Regions from separate parts of the Capsicum annuum genome. Here region 1 is linked to region 2. The links are chromatin contacts, called in public Hi-C maps. All regions are on one chromosome and are shown on one strand. Each heading gives the region's core, a stretch centred on a gene start, on an enhancer-like site or on the middle of the called end of the contact. The rest is flanking DNA. Distances are from core to core; before and after follow the strand shown.

Region 1 (6,840 bases), core at 2,044-4,543, 150 kb before region 2:
GAAAAACAGAAATTCCAGAGATCTCTACCAATCCAAAGTTTTATTCTTCTGATAGATGACCATATTTATGTAGCATTGTATAATAGCACCAACGAAGACAATAAATGTACCATTTCAGGCTGAATCTATATAATGTCGCATAGGCAATAGTTCGTTCTTATTAAACTATACCTCGTTATGATGTTAGCAACATGAGGTCACCAAAACTTTTACAACTCCCTCTACTCCACTAGATCAACAATACACTTTATTTATGGATTCGTAACTAAGTATTATTATATATTTACTAGATTTCTCTATATAAATACTAGATCCGCACGAAAGTTACTGAGTTCTCGAGAACCCTCTCCCAGCCCCCAGATCCGCCTCTGAATATTCTTTCTTCTAATTAAATTCCTACTAGTATCAAAATTAGAAAAATATTTACCAAACAAGGCCTTTGGTTCTTGATCTTGGGCATATTTATACATCCAAATGTCATATTTTACTCATATTTTAGCTTAGTTTTGAAAACAAATATATATATATATTTTCTTGTACCTTGTGCTATATTGACGTAATGAACTAAAGAATGCGATTAGTATATTTCAGGTGAAAATGTAGTTGGACGGAAATCATAATGATAGGAGAAGCATACTCGTTAAAATTATCTGTTGATTCTGTTGATGTTAAAAAAAGAAGCAATTGTTTATACTTGTTAAAATTATCGTGAGGTATTTACTTTGTTCACAATACATTCATAGTCTTGATTCACCCTGTTATATTAAGACAATCTTTGAGTTGACAGTTTTCCTGTCTAGCTACGTCACCAGCAGCTTTTGCCACATTTGCTTCATTGATAGCCTTCTTTAAGATGTCTCTCAATTTGTAGTTTTCTTCCCTTGCTGCGTTACTTCTTTGCTCAGATGCTTTAAGAGACTCGTTGAGTTTAGTAGCCTCGTGTAGAGCTAGATCTCGTTCTTCTTGAACTTCTTTTATACACACGACGAAGCTCATTTCTTTTCCATTCCAAGCCGAAAGTGCCTCATCCGCCTCTAATTTCAATCTCTCTGTTGTTTTCCTATATAATTCTGTTTCCTTTTTCGCCTCATCCAAAAACATTTTATACCTGTCCTTAGTGCTTTTGATAAAATCTTTCAGATCTCCAGCCTCCTTTTTCACTAATCCTAATTCTAGTTGTTTAGCGCTAAGTTTCTTTTTTGCCTCAGATGCTTCCGAAGCAACTTCCTTCAACGCTAACGTTAAATCATCTAAGGCCCTTCTGCTCTTTTCTTCTGCCTCATTTGCCAATTTCATTCCATTTTTTAGCAAACTCATCTCATCTTTCAAAGCCTTGGCCTTTGATGATACAATCTTCTCGTTCTCTTTTGCCAGTTTGAGTTCAGATTTTATTTTCTCTATTTCCTTTTCGGCTGGGCTTTTAATCTTTCCATTGTAAGAAGTGCCTAAAGATTCAAGCTTTTCATGAAGAGAAGCTATTTCCAGCAAGGATTCTTTGAGTTCAATCTTGATTTCTTCAAACTGCCTTGACTTTGATAACCAAGCATCAAATATTTTGGACTCTGATAATTTCCTGTTCTCCAATTCATCTTCTAATTCTTGAACCCTTCTTTTAAAATTGGACAACCAATCCGTTAATCGAATCTTGAAGGCTTTTAAGGGACTAAATCGCTCTTTCACTTGTCCTGAACTAGCGTCATTTACCGCTATCTTGAGATTATAACTTTTGGCCTTTTCGAGCTCCAACTTCAAAGACGAGATATTCTTATCTTTTATCTTTAGATCTTCTTGTTTGTTAGTAAGCAATTCCTTCAGAGTCCTAACTTCTGCATAGAGTTCACTTGATTTCCTTGGTGTTATTTCATCTCTTGCCTTCATATTGGCCTCATGTGCTACTTGTTTTATCTCACTTCGTTCATTAATAGCTCTGTTCTTTTCTCCTTCAACAGAATCTAATCGTGCTATTGTTTCTCTCAAATCCTCAAGTTTTTCCATTTGCTCTTGCATGACACCCAGTCTATCGGTCTGATTCTACAAAATCAAAAAGCAAATAAAATTTAATATTTTTGGACAACACCTGTTATCTATCAATCAATATTCATTAAAAAGACCGCTACCCAAAAAAAAGGAAAAAGAATCAAGAGTCTGTTTTCTTATTTCCCAATAATACGCTTGAGTAAAAAATTAATTAAAAAAAAAAAAAAACTTATCCCTTGACACACCAAAGAAGGTGAGATTTTAAGTATTGGAGTCAATTCATCCTTTTTGTGTCGATTTGATACAATAATTATATTACACCTCTCTACCCCACCTCTAAGGTTGAGCTATATACTGGGTATATTGTTGTTGTTGTATCCAAAACTAGCTGGAGCCAAGTAATCAATTCTAAGTATCCATTTCTCCATGTTTCTGAACTAATTGTCTTTTTTTAAGATTATCTTTGACACAAACTTTTCACATCAGGCACCTATATAATAAGTAAATCGCATTTTGTATAATACCTGAGACGAATGCTTAGCGTAGGGCTTCTTTTCGAGAGAAACAAGGGCATTGGTATCAATTTGTGATCCCAATGCATCACATCTGCAAAGCTTGGATGCAGTAATTGTTTTTGAAATGATTGAAGAATTTCTCCTCTTTCCAAAATCATTGGACTTAGCTCTGCAAATCCTCCAAAAATTACATCAAAGACTCAATCTTTATGATCATGCAAACTCAAATATTGAACAAAGAAAACATAAGAAAACCAATGAATCACAACTTCAGGACATCAAAAATAACAAATGAAATTCAATAACACATTTTTATCCATATAAAACATTGTCAATTGGTCCTTTTACCTGTCTAAGCATTGGTGGAAAATAACAGGTGACGAGTAAAATAATTAAAGTGCCCGCAAAATGTCTGAGACACCCACCTCATAGAGGAAAAACTGAGACGAGAATATCTGTAGCAGAAAAAAAGAGTTACCTTGACTTGGAACCTAACATCATGTGTATGCGTCTAGAATCACAATTCATTGAAGATTCTTGATCTTGGTAAAAATGAGAAAATATATCTCAAGTTCCACTTTGTAAAATTTGTTATGAAAATTTTAGTCTGTGTATTAAAAAGTTGGTTGTAGAGAGAGTATACAAAGTCTGACGTTTTGAGGTTATAATTGCAATTCAGCTGTAACGGCAAAAATCAATAAACGGTAACAAATAAATAACAGTAAATGCTGAGAGACAATATGTAATTTAATAACATAACTTTGTTTTCACACACAAATTAACAGTTTCAACCTTGTATATACCGAGAGAATTTGGTTTGTTAATATAGTAAATGTAAATATATGTGTTACTTTTCAAATAAATCAAAAAGATGATGTGATCACACAAATTAAATGACTACATACTCCCTGCTTCTTTCAATAATATGTTGTTACTATTCCATGCATCCTTATGTTGTTACTATTCCATGCATCCTTTGGCATGAAAGATCAGATAATATTTTCTTTCCAAAAGGAATTTTTGAAACAATTTTACTCTATCTGGAGCATGCTTATTGCAGCGTTTCAATTAGTACAGGGGCTGGCAAGCATGATTTTTTTATTTGTGTTTTGTTTAATGCCGCCCTAATTTAATAAATAAAATATATTAATGTCTTTTTGTTTTCTAGTAACTACTGCTACAAGTACCTTAATATAGTTTGTTTAGGTTTAAGTTACAATTGGCACTAAGTATATCGTGTCTCTAATAATAGTTTCAAAGACAGTCTGCACATTTGCCATTTTTAGTCAATTGTTGTTGTAAAAAGGGAACGCCTATAAGAAATTGAATTGTAGTACAAAGAATTTGTACACCACTCTTTTTCGATTATATTAGATTACGCTACTAAAAAATACTATTTAAAGATGACCTCAAAAGAGGTCAGTTTCTAAAAGAATATTGTATAGTTTCTATCAACAAAATCAACCTCCTGAGGTCGGTTGTTTTTGGTGTCAAAATCGGGAAAATGCAAAAGATCGTTTCTGTAAAAATAAAAAGAAAATTTGTAAAACCGACTTCGGAATTCAATTTTTTGTTTGTTGTTAAAAAAGTATGCAAAAACCGACGTTCGGAGGTAGAAAAACATTTGTGCGGTTTTTATTCCACAGAAATATAAATTTAACAAGTATAAATTAACAAACATAGTCTTGAACAAATAAGAATCAATGTTCTATAGTAGAAATGTATCCTGCCACAAATAATAAGATGGGATTCACATCCCGAATGGTGCATTTTATCATTTTATGATTTTAAAACTCGATATTATAAGATTGGATGTCCCATTTTTTCTGATGTACTGTCACGATCCGAGACTATCCCCTAGTCATAACACGGTGCTTGGAACCACAAGTGACCCCAAGCCAACCCATGAACTGGCATACTGTTGAGTAACTGATTTAATATGTATATAACAAAACATAATATGCTGAGTGGAAGAATAATGATGAGAAAATCTGATTGAATATAATACGGAATAAGTTTACAACATGATACATCTGAAGAAAGAACTTGATTTACAATATCATGACTCTGACTAACTATCTATGAAGTCTCTACTATACTAACTGTAAATAGCTGGGACATGGCTCCAACTACCACAACTCAATAAATATGAATAATCAAAGAAAAGTACATGAACTACTACTGAATGGAGTCCCCGAAACAAGAGAACTCATCACCTGCTGGCTGGAAGCTGCAAACTATCTGATTATATCATGTAGGCTACAATCGGTACCAACATTATGAGATAATGTTGCACATAGACATATATGTGGATCAGTACTCCTGGAATGTACTAACTAAGTGGGGGTGAATGCAATAAGTAAAAATGATTTCATATTTAACCTTAAAACATACATGCTAAGTGCAAGTAGACTCACCAAGAGACTGAAATAAAACTAAAAGCTGAAGTATCTTAAAGCATGAGTAACAAACATAATCTGATAGGCTGGTGAATCACTACACTTAGTTACTTAAATCTTTATTTTTGTAGAATAAGTAGAACTGGAACTGGAAAGTGATAAAACATGAATATTGTATGTAAATCTCATGTAAAACTAAATAGACTGTAAAACTGAACTGAGGATCATGCATGGGTACTGAACGTGAAAAATAACATGAACATGTAAAACTGAGACTGCCAGATCAAGCATAATCATGTTTTTGAGATGATCTGTAATCTGAGACACTGAATTCTGTATATCTGAATAACTGAAAATATGTATGCTTTGGTCAAGCAAATTTGAGATGAGACATACTAAATACTAACTGAGCTATGGGAGCTATCATGTATCCGACATAAATCATGTGAGCTATTATGGAGTCCAACGTCTGACCAACGTTGAGGAGAGTTGTTCTATCCTTGCCATCGTAGTAGAACCTAACTAGAGTGATCACTAAACTAAGCTCATATTGGGCAAAGGAAAACACTCTCTGGCGAGGTCCAAAAACATAAATCTACGGTGGCATGTAGTTTCTGGGGAAGTAGAATGTGCTAAGCCCATTTTCCCACTCGGTGCTAAATCCTACTCCCAATTGAAAGACATTAAAATACTAACTGGTGTATGCACTAATAACTGATAACCGATAAGCTCAGGTCATGTTATTCTGAAAATAACCGTGCATACAGATTCTGAGGTAATTATAAACTTATAATTCTCAACATGATCGTAGTGTTCTGAATATGACATTAAAATCATAGTCTAACTGACTTGTTACTTGAAAAATATAAATCATGTAAAACACGTAGGTATCAGGTGTTCATAATCCGCCAGTATTGAATTACCATAAAATACGATAATAAAACTTAAAAACTATAGTATGAGATCATGTTCAAAGACCCAAAACATAGACATTTCATCAAAATATGAAAATCATGAACTTGAGCATGGGAATGTGTTAGACATGAGAAATCACTATGATTACATAGCTAAATTCATAAATTAAGGGTTTAACATGAAATTCACTTGAATATGACATGGGAAACTGAAACTTGAAGCATGAGATAACCTAACTTTTCATGAAATCATCCTTGGGCATGAATTGAATCAAATTAAAAAGGAAAGACATGATTATCTTAAACATGTGAAACTTCATAAAAGGAAAAAACTCATATCTTTAATCAAAGTAAGGATTTTGGGATCCATAGGTGAAAAAGACCCATGGATGAACACCTACATACCTTAGTGGAATGAATTTTAGAAGAAACTTGAATTTGAAACTTGAACCCTTGAATTCTTAAGGAAGAAAGTTTGAATCTTGGGACTTGAATGATGAACTTATGAAAGAAACGCTATTCTTGATGTTTTCTTGAAAATTCTTGAACTTGGAAGCTTGAATTCTTGGATTTCTTGGGTAAAAGGGTTTGAATTTTTGTTCTTGGGAAGGGAAGGGTTTATATATGTATTTGATGATGAAAAGTGCACAAATAATGCCCTTTTAGTGTTTTAATTTGTCACTTGGGTTCTGGGGGGCAAGGGAAAATGACTAAAATGCCCTTTGGACTTGTATTTACGGATGCAGGAAAAAATTACTCCGCATCGCGGAGCTAGATGCGGTAACTTAGTCCCACATCGCGGCGCTATCACTATAGCTTACTGGTTCTGACAAAAATGATCATAACTTTTTACTTGGGTATCGGATTAAGAGGAAATTGGTATCATTGGAAATCTAATTCAATTATCTATAATTTGGTGGGTCTTGAGATGAAAAATTTCACATATATAAAAATTTATACACATTCAAAGTTGACCCTTGTAGAATCAAATGCAAAAATTTGGCTAAATCAAAGGCTCTTAGCTCAACTTTGCTC
Region 2 (5,902 bases), core at 1,021-3,520:
CATTTGCCCAGCTATAATTAATTGGGCTGGAACACAGTATTACTCACAGGTTCAAGTACTATAGTATGTGGAGAGCTTGGCACCTGATTTTAGAGAAAGAGTACAAAGGAGCTTGATCACCAAGGAAACAAGATATGCAAGGGAATGTGGGAAATGGAAAGACGCCAAGACAAAATTTCAACCACGGAAGTGCAAGATTCCATGGCTAGCACAAGAAGATTTGAACACAAAGCTCTTCCACAGCATGCTAAAAGCTAGAAGAAATACAAATAGAATCTTTATCCCTTAGGATCCAACCGAGTAAACACGTAGTGATATGACAAGCATCACTACTGCTTTCGTAAGATTTTACATTGATGTATTGGGAACATCTACAGCCAACAGAGAGTATATATGCAGCAATGTAGTACAACATGGGCCATTAGTATCTGAAGAGCAAAGAATCATGCTGGAGTTGGATTCACTGAGGCAGAGCAGAAGGGTGATGGGCTATTTCCGGTGACAAGGCCCTAGGTTTGGATAGGTATGCGAGTCAAATATCTTGAGGAAAGTTGGGGAACAATTAAAGAAAATTTACGCAAATATACAAGTTAACTATTAGTTATTATATAATATCCCATTTAACAAAAGTAGTAATTACAAATATCCCAAATTAATTACACAATATCACATCCTTTACATTTTCTCTCTAAAATTCCCATACATATCAAACACACCGATTTCCATCTCTTAGTACTCCTTAATCTTTGTTTAAAATCAAGCAAATGTGATCTGGTAGTTTCAAAATTTTCAAATTTCAAGCATATTAACTGATCAAAGTGATTAACTTCATCTCCTTCAATAATTTTTGAAGTTTTTTTTTACCAAATCAATTTTTTTTTCCGATATGAGGGTTTTTTTTAACTTTACCAAATCAAATTCTTTTTTCCGATTTGAGCTAAGAAAAATTTCACGTAAACTACAAAAACAAAGCTCTCATCAAGCCCCTTCAACAGGTAACTCGCGTTGTTGTGTGAAAGCAATTTCAATTGTCATATTCAGCTTGATATAAATCATTGATGGCAACTTCAATCTGTAACATTTCAAATTCTTGCAAACAGCATGCGCTATTACTTGAGGAGACCAACAAAACTTAATGGTGTTACCCTCATACATTAGATTGGTTACATTATACATTAGAATAGTAATATCACTTACCTTGACTGTGTTAACCCCATACATAACAAAACTTATCTTAACGGTGTTAACCTCATATATTAGATTGGTTACATTATACATTAGATTGGTTACATTATACATTAGAATGGTAATATCACTTACCTTGATTGCATTAACCTCATACATAAAATTTTTATACTATACATTAGAATTGTCTCATCATACATTAGAATGGAAAAATAACTTAATTTGACGGTCTTAACCTCATATATTAGAATGGTAACACTATACATTAAAAATAGTAGCATAACTTACCTTGATTTTATTAAGCTCATACATTAGAAATGGTAATACTATACATCACCAAATTTTTTTTCAATTTAAATTACTGTAACTGATTTTAAGGATCCACCAAATCAGTAAATTAATGTGTTCCGTTAATTAAGTTAGAGAATAATGATGGTTGATTTAATTTCCTTAAACATAGGAAAAACAGTTTACCTTGTACATTCCACTAATGTATAAGGTTAGGTCGACATATATATGTATTTTTTCAAATTAGGGAGAGAAAGGGAATCAGGATACTATGTAATTAATTTCATTAGCTCTAGGATTTCTGTTGTTTATACAATTAAAGATGATCGAGTGACAACTGTGAAGGAATTTGCCAACGCTGAAAAAATGCTAAAAGTATGGAACAAGATACTGATAATACTAGTTCCCAAAACTGAATATGTTGAGGAAGTGGGAGATTGCAGACCAATTGTCTGTTGCAGCACAATATATAAGATATACAATAGGCTCAAGCAAGCGCTATCAAACATCATCTTAGAAACTCAAGCTATTTTTGTGGTTAGAAGTACTACTGCTCAAAATGTACTTATTTGTCCGGACCTAGTAAGCTTATATAACAGGAAGCAGACTATGAAGAGTTGCTTAATTAAGATAGACTTGGGGAAAGCATATGATTCAATTGAATGGAAATTTGTGAAGGAGATGTTACATGCCCTGAATTTTTCACCGCAGTTCATAAAATGAACTATGAATTGTATCACAACAACAGAGTAAACACTGCAATAATGGAGACTTGTATTGGGACATCAAAGAGATAAGGGGGTTGAGGCGGGAAGACCCAACCACCCCCTTATTGTTTGGCATTTGTATGAAGTACCAGTCAAGAATTATGATAAAGGTGACATTTGAACGGATTTGGATGATGTCCTAATGTTTTGCTGAGGAGATTTCCAATAAGTTGTACTTATGCTCAGGGGTCACAAAAAATTTTCTAACGCTTCAGGACAAAAAACAGATTCAACCAAATCAAACATATTATGTGCAAATATGGAGGCACAATATATAGAGGCACAATGTATAGAGGATATCTACGAGCTGGCATGAGATAAAAGAGGTACACTACCATTTAAGTATATAGGAATAACTCTCTCCAAAAAGTTTGTCCGAAGTGAACTGTGAAGTGTTTGCTTGATAAACTAACATCGAGAATTAGTAGCTGGGGTTCAAGGAATCTATCCTAGGCAGGGTTCTATTGATAAATTCAGTGTTGCTGCACATTCATAGTTACTGGCCTTCCATGTTTCCATTGCCTAGACATATGCTCAAGGGGATCACAGCAATATGTAGGAACTTGTGGATTAGGAAGGTTGTCACCAATAGGTTCACTCTAATGGCATTGGATTTAGTCTGTAGACCCGAACGGGAAGGAGGGTTAGGTCTCACTAAATGCACCAAGTGGAATGAAGCTTTTCTAACAAAATATGCTTGGCATCTGTTGGCCTGCTACATTTTTTCAATTTGGATGGAGTGCAATCAGAATTTTTTAAGCAAAACAAAAAAGCAGTGTTGTCCAGAGATTAATAACACTATTTACAGGCTAGCCCAGATTAGTAAATATGGTGGGAGAACATAACCCCCTATCCTTAACCGTAGGTTGATGTAGGATTGGCTATAGTCTTAGGTTGTTGATGTAGGATTGGCTATCCTCTTCTTGTTTGATCACTGAATTTGAGACTCTCTAGGTTTCATTTTAAATTTGATCTCGTGTATAATTCCTATTTGGTAATACAATTTATATATATATATATATATATATATATATATATATCAACACTAATTGATCATTAACTCACCCAACAAAAAGAGCAGTCCGAGTCCGATGCACTAAAGCTCCATTGCAGGGTCCGAGGAAGGGCCCGACCATAAGGGTCTATTGTATGCAGTCTTACCTTGCATTTCTTTTCTGCCAAAGGCTATTTCCAAGTTTGAACCTATGACCACCCTGTCACATGGTAGCAACTTTAGCAATTACACCAAGGTTTCCCTTCATTAACTCACGATAGTGGGACAGAAAAAATGATGTAGCAACTTTAGCAATTACACCAAGGTTTCCCTTCATTAACTCACGATAGTGGGACAGAAAAAATGATCTATTGCTGCAAATTCTATTAATTTAACAGAATACATGGGCAAAATCATTTAGATCCAATAACATCACAAAAGAAATCCTTTATAAAAGTATAATCACCAAAATTTTATGTGACAAAAAGATTAACAGAATCAAGACCTAGTTTATGTACAGAGGCAGAAAAACTGTTTGAAATTTAAAAATGGAACATAAATTCTATTAATTTAACAGAATACATGGGCAAAATCATTTAGATCCAATAACATCACAAAAGAAATCCTTTATAAAAGTATAATCACCAAAATTTTATGTGACAAAAAGATTAACAGAATCAAGACCTAGTTTATGTACAGAGGCAGAAAAACTGTTTGAAATTTAAAAATGGAACATAAATTAACTATTAGAACAATAGTTTCTTAACTATTAATACAACAAGCAATTGTGATTTTCTAGATTAGGAAATTAGCTTTACCATCTTCAGCAACTTGCGGAGGGGGATTACAGCCAAAAATAAATGAAAATGGAAAGAAAAATTCTAGCTCTTCTGTCTAGGGTCTTTTCTTCTTATATCTTGTCCCCTTCTCTGTTCATATATCTTTCAAATATAAATAGTACAGGAAGAACTACCTCAGAAAGGGAGAAGCTTCACCTAGTACAAGTCAGCTACACGAGGGCCAGAACAGTGAAAGTAAAACTTAATCGCCAGACACATACTTCCTTTCCGCATAGTACTTTTTCTCGCTTGCTGTTTTCTTGGTATTTCTTTTCTGCATAAGTGAACAAGCCATCATTCATGAAAGTCGCTAAAAGAGCTTAGAGATGATAAATTAAGAAGATGTCGGATAGCAAACAAGATCAGTTATTCTTTTGGACAAGTTGGATAGATCAATGTGGGATCAGGTATCCATCCAACCATTGGCAGCTTCTTTGTGGATATAAAGGTTATTATGGGAGAAACTCCTGAAATTTTATGGTAAGCTCCTTGAACTAATGGTTTGCTGACCTCCAATATTATCAACCATCATAGTTGATCAACGTTCAGGAATACATGAATCAGGAAGAAGGCAACCTAAATGCATAAAATTATCCATGGACATATATACTTGTGAAAAATCTTTTTACAATTTTTTGAGGCATCAGTGTATAGCCAAAAGTGAGATGCTTCCAGAGGTAATGGTATATCAGTAGGATTACATACATCTCGCCTCAAAGAGGACGGACTGAAAGCACAGTTCATAAAGCAATCCTGCAAACCTATGTTGTTACAATGGCAACACCTCTTTTTCTAAGTTGCCCCCAACCCCCACCCCCGCCCCACCCGCCAGAAGAAACCCACCACTTTCATTGGGGATATACACAAGCTTAGACACTCAAGATCCGAATTATGTCACTTAACAGCAGAAAACTTAACAGCTGAAGAGAAATCTTGTCAGAGATAAGAACATGTAGTTATTTCTGACGCACCAAGTATCTCTCATGATTTTCAATTAAGTTTTAGTGTACGTGTGAGAATGCGAACAGAAGCATCAAAGTCTCAAAATCCAAAATTGTAATTATCTGATCAGAAAGCTATACAGCTGTACAGAAATCCAAGAAAAACTAAGAAGCGAGAGAATGTGTAATGCAACATACCTCATAAATCTCATGGTTAGCAATGATTCTTTGAGCAACTGAAGAAGTTGTAATATCTTTTGGGCTTTCAATTACTTGGAAGATTCCCATGCTTTTAGGAACTGCATACGGATCCTGTCTCCCCTGTATCAGAGGAAATATTTTTCATTTATAACATGTTTCTCCATATTATATTGTTCAGCAGTTTGGAAAATACCAAACTACCTTTTTTTTCTTGTGATTAGTGGAAACTGGAAACAACCAAACAGTATATAGACTTACTTCCATGGAGGAGTTGCTCTCAGAAACTGTTCCGCGTACAACCACAGAAATGTTGAAAGTTGTTATCTAACCCATGCCAAACAAAAGGAGAGAATGAATCAGCAACGAGGACATACAATTTTCTTTTTCTATTTCCATCTAGTTGAAACATAGGATTTTAGGAACAACACCGACGTAACCAGTTAAAAACAAAATTCTGTGTGCAAGAAGTGACAAACACATTTACATCTGTTTTTATTTTATATTTTGCATCATGCAGCATTTTTCAGAAGTGTTGTGTACAGCACTATTAATTAGAGCATCACATTGCCAATCATAACAAAATGGATGTGTCATGCCAATGTACCATGTTAGCTGTGGGATGGTCCTAGATCAAGCATCGAACTAGTTCAAGATCTTGGTGAAGGATTAACAATATAATCATCAGTT

The links. Hi-C and Micro-C count contacts between places; a contact is called where the count stands out from the background.
Region 1: a contact with region 2 is called in a Hi-C map of leaf, with 2.4 times the contacts expected there. The contact joins the promoter of LOC107857378 here to the enhancer-like site in region 2. A contact is called at or near these places in 2 of 5 Hi-C or Micro-C datasets (leaf and placenta).

What each region holds. Positions count from the first base shown.
Region 1 is chr7:46,373,254-46,380,093 of UCD10Xv1.1, reverse strand. It overlaps LOC107857378 (putative WEB family protein At1g65010, chloroplastic), which reads right to left and starts at 3,293. Exons shown (of 3, transcript XM_016702267.1): 1 at 2,971-3,293; 2 at 2,502-2,661; 3 at 666-2,031. The coding sequence starts at 3,020. The coding sequence ends at 751.
Region 2 is chr7:46,227,484-46,233,385 of UCD10Xv1.1, reverse strand. LOC107850108 (ethanolamine-phosphate cytidylyltransferase) reads right to left here. Exons shown (of 10, transcript XM_047393525.1): 8 at 5,474-5,539; 9 at 5,213-5,335; 10 at 3,948-4,347. The coding sequence ends at 4,276. Among protein-coding and RNA genes, the nearest start is that of LOC107850108, 22 kb to the right of the region's middle. Within about 2 kb of position 2,270, at least 4 of the 5 cell types and tissues checked have an H3K27ac peak or open chromatin away from gene starts, as enhancers often do. A contact at or near this core is called in leaf, where this site is marked.